Linked DNA regions of Ovis aries: region 2 is linked to region 1. The links are chromatin contacts, called in public Hi-C maps. All regions are on one chromosome and are shown on one strand. Each heading gives the region's core, a stretch centred on a gene start, on an enhancer-like site or on the middle of the called end of the contact. The rest is flanking DNA. Distances are from core to core; before and after follow the strand shown.

What was found. Hi-C and Micro-C count contacts between places; a contact is called where the count stands out from the background.
Region 2: a contact with region 1 is called in a Hi-C map of tail adipose tissue, with 2.8 times the contacts expected there. The contact joins the enhancer-like site here to the promoter of UCK2 in region 1. A contact is called at or near these places in 3 of 16 Hi-C or Micro-C datasets (hypothalamus, skin fibroblasts and tail adipose tissue).

What each region holds. Positions count from the first base shown.
Region 1 is chr1:117,909,941-117,913,411 of ARS-UI_Ramb_v3.0, forward strand. UCK2 (uridine-cytidine kinase 2) reads left to right here and starts at 1,901. Exons shown (of 7, transcript XM_027977701.3): 1 at 1,901-2,261. The coding sequence starts at 2,163.
Region 2 is chr1:117,981,046-117,984,516 of ARS-UI_Ramb_v3.0, forward strand. UCK2 (uridine-cytidine kinase 2) reads left to right here. Exons shown (of 7, transcript XM_027977701.3): 5 at 545-642; 6 at 2,672-2,720. Among named protein-coding and RNA genes, the nearest start is that of UCK2, 71 kb to the left of the region's middle. Within about 2 kb of position 1,701, at least 13 of the 54 cell types and tissues checked have an H3K27ac peak or open chromatin away from gene starts, as enhancers often do. A contact at or near this core is called in tail adipose tissue, where this site is marked.

The DNA.
Region 1 (3,471 bases), core at 651-3,150:
CTACCCTCAGTTATTCTGTTCTGTGGGCCTTAAGAATGTAGAAATGAGATACGGTGTCTCTTTACTCCCTAAGGCTATGTGTCAGAAACTGTTTTAGGTGCTAGGGATAGAAAACAAACACAAAGCAAGAAATGTGTAAACCAGTTTGTAGTAAGTCACTTTAAGAAAGGGAAACAAAAGGTACAATGTATAGATGTGATGAAGCAAGTATAATACAATGTTAACAGGAGAATCTAGGTGGTGGCTATATCAGTCTTTACTGTAAAATCTTTCAACTTTAAGTTTGAAAATTTTTATGATTACAATGTTGTAGAAAAGAGTTATTGGAATGATAAAGAAGATGGGAATTTGGGAAAAGTTCATGGAAAATGTGGCATTGTTTTATTCTTCTTCCTCTCAATTACCTAATATCCCCTTAGCTATGAGTCCATCAAGTTCCAAATTCCAGTTGGCCTTTCTTGGCTCTGAAAAGCCTTTCTTGGCTCTGAAAAGCTCTGCCATAATCCTAAAAGATCGTTATCTTTTCACTGAGAGAAGAACTTGTAGGAGAAGCAGCACTTAACCACACACCCCTCAGCAATCTGATAAGCCTTCTTGCTAACCTCTCCCAAATGCCTGCCTCTGGATTCCAAGAAGCTCCTCTCCCCAGCTTAGTTTCTTGTCTGAGCTGTGGAGTTTGGTTGGGGATGGTATCCTTAAATATTTAAAAAATGAAAAGAATATCTGTTTTTTTCGAATACTCTTAATTTTCTTTAGTAATTTTTTCAAAGTAATTCTGAATTTAAGATAATTTACTAAGTTTTGAAAGAGAATGCAATAGACTTGAGTTCTTCTTTAGATGGTAGGGCCTGGAGCTCACTGATGCCAGTCCCGCGTTCACGGGAGCAGAGGTTGGAAGTGGCTAGTCTAGTCCTCCCTCTCTTTCCTGTGCTTCAGCAAAGGCTTCTTTTCTCCAGTTTCAGCCCTTTCGGGGCCTTTTCTCGCAGCGCCTTTATATAAAGGCTTGAACCTGTGTCACACCCTCTGTTAAATACTGTAAATATAAAAGTTCATTTTAATACAATAATCCTAGCATATAATTGCCATGATTCCCATTTAACAGATGAGAACATTGAGCAAGGGAGGTTGAGTGACTTGCTCAGGGAACTGCAGCGAATACAGAAATCTGGTTCCAGAGGTGGCCCCACTCTTGGTCACCAGCAGCTACTGTCTTTTGTAACCAAGTGCCTAACTGTCCACCTAAACCACTTCACTTAAAGGTATTAATAAATCGACATGCATAGTTTTAACGTTTCCACAGCCTTAACTCCTCAGGAACCTCCGTGTTTGGGATTTCAAACTATGGTTAGAAGGGGCGTTGATGTCGGGAGGGAGGGCGTTCCTCAGAGCCCCCTCAAATTACCTTTCTTTCGGAAGAAGGGCTACGGAAAGTCGCCTGTTAAGTTAGAGGATGGTGTTTGGAGATTTCCAAGAGAGGAAAAGCCAGAGACTGAAATATTATTTTGGCAAATGGGAGGGGAAAAAAATTCATTTTCAGAACACAAGTTTTTAGTCTGGATAATGGAGAAATGACATTAACTCTTTGTTTCATCTTACTCTTCCAAGCTTGTTCTGACTTTGCTTCTCAAACCTGAGGCATCCATCCCCTCTATTATTTGATCTGCCCTTTTAGCTTTTTATCCCTTTTGAAATAGGTGGGGGCATACCCAATTAAAACACGCAGAAGGCTCCATTCTTCTCCCTTGGTCCTCGGCAGGCCGTCGTCATTGATAGGGTTAACCGGGTGGGTAGGGAGGAGGGTCGGGCTCACACCTTTCCCAGAGACCTCGGGCGGTGGCGGCCGGGCCCGGGAGGGGCGGAGGCGGGGGCCAGACGCCTCGCCGCCGCCTCGGCGAATAGCAGTGCGCTGCCCGCCCGGATTGGAGCAGCAGCATCACGCTGACCTCTGCCTGGGATGTAAACCGGGACGGCCGCAGCGGGCAGAGGAAGGCTCTGCGCTCCTTAGGGAAAGGCAGCACCGGGCTCCGAGCTGGGAGCGGCGGCAGCCTCGGCCTGGGCAGCGCCCAGTGGCGGCTGCGGGAAGCAGAGGGAGCCCGGCGCGGGCGCGGGCGGGGAGCGTGCGTCGGTTCGCACAGGCAGCGGGAGGAGGGGCCGCGCGAGCCATGGCCGGGGATAGCGAGCAGACCCTGCAGAACCACCAGCAGCCCAACGGCGGCGAGCCCTTCCTGATCGGCGTCAGCGGGGGCACGGCCAGCGGCAAGGTACAGCGGGGCCCCGGGGCCGCGCTCTCTCCCCCTCCCTTCTGTTCCCCTCCCGGGTCCCGGCCCCGCGGCGGCGCATGTGGCCGGCGGCCGCGGGCCGTGTCAGTTGCTGCAGCCACCGCGTGGCCCGCGCGCCTCCGCTCCTGGCAGCGCTCCAGTGCCGAGTCCTCCGTGCGCGGACTACGGGCGCCGCTGCGGGGGACGGGCGGGCGAGGAGCCGGGCCACCAAGGTTCCAGAGGTACCCCGGCTACCGATCGCAGGGCTGGCACGCTCCTCGGGCGGCAGTGACTCGTGGCCGGGGTCCTGTGGGGGAGGGGCAGAGAAAACGGATGCTTATTGTTTTGCAAGTCCGACGTGGGGAAGAGGGCTTTAAGCAGGGTCCTCTACGACCCCCGCGGTACACCCGTCTTCCCCTGTCCTAGCGTTGATGCGCTCGCCCAGCGGCGCAGCCCCGGTGCCAAGGGCGGAGCGAGCCGCGCAGCCCTACCCGGACGGCTGCGAGAAAGCACGAGGCAGCGTCCAGAGGAAAAAGAGGAGCCCCGCTTGGACTGGATGCTGGGGCCGGGGATTGCAGGGGTTTCCGGGGAAAATCCAAATATGAGCCAAAATAAGCGAGGTGACATCAATGTAATGATCATACCCAGGGCTTTTCTCTCTCTCTCCCTCTCTGGTTTTAAGAGGAAACGCGGTCAGCTTCAATGAGAAAGTTGTACTGGCCCCGGGCTCTTAGATGTCTGGGGCCGTAGGCGTCTTCGATCCGCGGAAAGTGGTCATCCTCTAGGTGTCTGACCCCTTTAGCAGCCTGCTTTATTGTTTGATCAGCAAAGCTAGGGATATGCTTTCCTAGCTTTACCCCCGGCTTTTTCTGCAGGTGGGGAAGGGTGGAGTCCTCACAGATGTTTCTTTCTTTGCTCCCCTTCCTTTAAGGTGGCTACTTGTTTCCCCTGCTGTTTAACAATCTCCAAGTTGATTCTGCGCACGGGCTCAAGGGGAGCCTGCGAGACATGGGTGCTGCGCGCTGCGTCTGGCGAGGCGAGATGATGCCTCCTAGGGTTGGGGAGAGCGGAGCAGGAAGGCTGGTTGGCGCCATGAGAGGAGAGCCACGAGGTTTTCGCTCCGGATCTGACTCTGCCGGAGCCCCTCCTCCATTTTGGTTTTACACGTTTCCCTCCAGGTCTGGACTAGTTCGGCGCGTGGGGCCCAGAAGCG
Region 2 (3,471 bases), core at 451-2,950, 71 kb after region 1:
AGCTGGGCCCTCTGCCCTACTTCCTCCTGGTGGAGGGGCCCCAGTGTGGCCAGGAACCAGGCAGACAGTGGTGGCACATCCACAGAGGGTTGCCAGCCTGCACACAGGTGAGTGCGTGCAAGGGTGACGGGATGAGGACGGGCAAAGGACGTCTCCTGGCAACCTGCCCCTTTTGCCAGGAAGCCCCACCATTTCTCTGGGCCTAGTCTCCTTCCTGTTATGAGTCTGTCCTACCTTTTTGGGGGGGTTCACAATGAAGTTTTATTTGGGGCAAGTGTTGCTTGAAATGAGAAGATTAATGGCCTTTCCCGGAAACCTTTTGCTTCAGAGAGTGTTTTGTCATAGCTGAGTTTGACTGTAGCAAGACTTGAAAATGCAACTTGTTTTTCCCCAAAGCTGCTGCTGACCGGCGGTTGGTCCAGTCTCTCAGGAATCCGGCATGTGACTCATCCAGAGTCCTCGTGGAGCTTGTATGATCCTGATCAGCCTCGCAAAGGGTGGACATGCACCGTTTTCTTGATTCTTGTTTTTCTTTCTCTTCTAGTATTAAGGGACATCAGCGAAAGAGGGAGGGACCTTGAGCAGATTTTATCTCAGTACATTACATTCGTCAAGCCTGCCTTTGAGGAATTCTGCTTGCCAGTGAGTTGTGTTCTTGTTTTTCATTGAATTTAGTGTTTAAAATGTAATGAAACAAATAAAGGTCTGTGAGTTGAGCTCCCCAGCCAGGATCTCACTCGCCCCTCTGGCTGCTCCTCTGTCGAGTCCTAAGAAAGGCAGTCACTGGTGCTTTGTCTCCTGCCCTGGGGCTCTGTCCCACCACTCTTTTTTGGGGTGGCCCTGAAGGATCCTGCTGTCCGATAGTCCTGCAAGCTGTATACTTCTCGCTTGGTGAGCTCATGGGGAGGCATTTTATTAAGGATGCATCGTATCTAAGGATAGACTTGACTACTTGGGTCTTCAGAAGATTTGTGGCGGTTGGCATGTTGGTGCATGAGCCCTCAGCTGCAGAGTCTTCCCTTCTGAATCTCTTCTGCCACCCCCTTTGAGTCCTATTTTGAGCTTGTCATTGGTCCCTATGTAAGTTCCCCTGTGGGAGGTGTACCGTGGAGGAGCAGGCTTCCTGTACTTCTGCCCAGGCTCGTCAGGCCTCCCCATGAGCTGGGAACTCTCTAGTGAGATGACTTTCCCAGAAGGAAGGGTAGAGACTGGGCAGTGTTCAGCTTTTAGTGAATCAGCCCTCAGCCTAGGAAGCACCCCAGCTTCCTGAGGAAAGTCAGGCGAACGTTTGGGGGAGGCTGTCAGGGTTACAAGAGGTGGAGTGGTGGGGTGTGAAAGAGGAAGGCATGGGAGAGAGCCTAGCTTTGGAAAGAATTTTAGCTCAGGAGACTCATACCTCATCATACGTCTTTTTCAGGTTGGATAAACCATGTTCTCATTCCTTAAGAATTTAGAGTTCAGTCCTGGGAGTGTGAGAGAGGCTGGGTCTTCGCCTAATCTTGGCTGATGCCTTTAGGGAGACTGGCTCATGTAGGGCTATTGGGAAGTAGTGTAGAGTGGGGATTTCTCTACTTCTCTTAATGTTAATAATTAACTTCTTTCTTCTGTGCTGGAAAAATATGATCCCAAGCTGTCTTTGTTTCTTCAAGTATGTTAGTAGGTTTTGCTTCAAAACCAACTTGACTTTTGTTTCATATCCGGAACCAGGCAGGCTGTGTGAGTCAGCCTGAGTAACCCTGGTGCCCTGCTCATTCCCTGGAGAGGCCTGGGTCATAGGATTAGGTTTCTGAGGAGAAGGCAGAGGTGGCTGTAGCACTCTGAAGTTCTACCCATCCATCTGAGGACCTCTCTGCTCTTTCTAGCTTAATAATAAGAATACAAAGTATTCTTTTTGGACATAGATTACAGTTTACTGCCAACTTTCTGCTGTTTAACTTGTTGTAGTGGAACTCAGAATTTTAAGTAAGTATTTTCTAGGTTGTTTCTACTAGTTCCCACTGTGCAGCCACTCAGCTCAGGAAAGAGCAGCTCACTCTGTGTGAGCTTGGGCCTGATACATTGTCTGCCTAGTTCATGCTGGGCCTCTGGCCATTCCACAGCTGTAGTATGGACATGGCGCAGGGTGAAGACCCATGTCCTAAGGCATTGTTTACACAGCCTCACCAGGACACAGTAGTTTGTAAAATGGTTCACAAAGTCTTAGTAAACTAAAAAACCCCAAAACTGTGCGCTTTATTTTTTCTTTTTTTAAGGCTGTGTCATAACAGAGCCAGTGGAAATGGTCATCAGTGGGACTTACTTTTTCTGACTAGACAAACTGTTGAAGTCCAAGGTGAACTGCTTCTTCATAAGTTTGGCTTTTACGAATTAAGGCTTTTCATAATGGTGAAGAGGCAGTTATATATTTAGTTTCCAAGACCATGTTCATTGTGCAGGTTGTAAGCTGAAAAAGTGTTGAATGTTAATGAGAACTCAGGAAAAAGCTGATCTATTATAAATTCGATAAAGTGGATAAAATATATTACATTGGAAGTAACAGAGTATTGCCCTCTGGGATTAGTAGGCAAAGGCTGGCCCTTTCTCCGCATTCCCTTGGAGAAGGGCTTGGGCCATCTCCTCTCTTTAATGCACTGTAATCCATCTAATGTGTTATAAATATCTTTCTCCACAGACAAAGAAATACGCTGACGTGATCATTCCTAGAGGTGCAGATAATCTCGGTGAGTCCTCGTGGGGTGCCTTGCGCAGGGCATGGCTCCTCCCTCTGTCAGTTATACTTTGGTTAGGACGTGGTAACCAAACATGGCTCTGTGGGTGTGGGGGAGGCCCTGGCTGCTGCTGTGAGCTGGAAGGGGGTTCATACCTACACACCCGGCATCAGGGACAGGCCACTGTGTTTACGCACGTACATGAGCGGGGTCAGACGTGAACTTGCTCTTGCTTCTCTGGCAGTGATCGGAGGGCGGTGCATACCTTCTGTTGTTGTTCCCAGTGATACCTGGGCATCTTGTATCTAAGGCCATTTCTAGTAAAAGCAGAGTTCCTTCCTAATTTCATTTAGAAAGCTCAAGGTGGCTTTTCCTGGGGTGGAAAGGATTTTTACCATGTGCATTTATTCACGCATTAGCTTTGCCTTGTCTAGAAAGTAGGAGTGTCTGGATTTAAGGCAGAGCTGACTTGGGAGAAGACCCTGTTTTCCTATTCTCTTTATAATTTATTTCAGTTTTCCTCTGTTTAAAAAGTTAATTTTTTGCTGAGCCATTTGGGAGTTAGTCACAGCAATGAAAATTTCACTTCATTCAAGCCACAGTGCACTCGTCACATCCAGGACACTTAATATCGACTCCTTTAACCTTCCTCAGCCTTTATTGTTTTTTGGGACACTACATTTTTGAGGAGTACAGGCCCGTTGTTTTTATAGAACAGCCCTCAGCTTGGGTTTGCCTTTGTGTCCTCATGACTGGCTTTAGC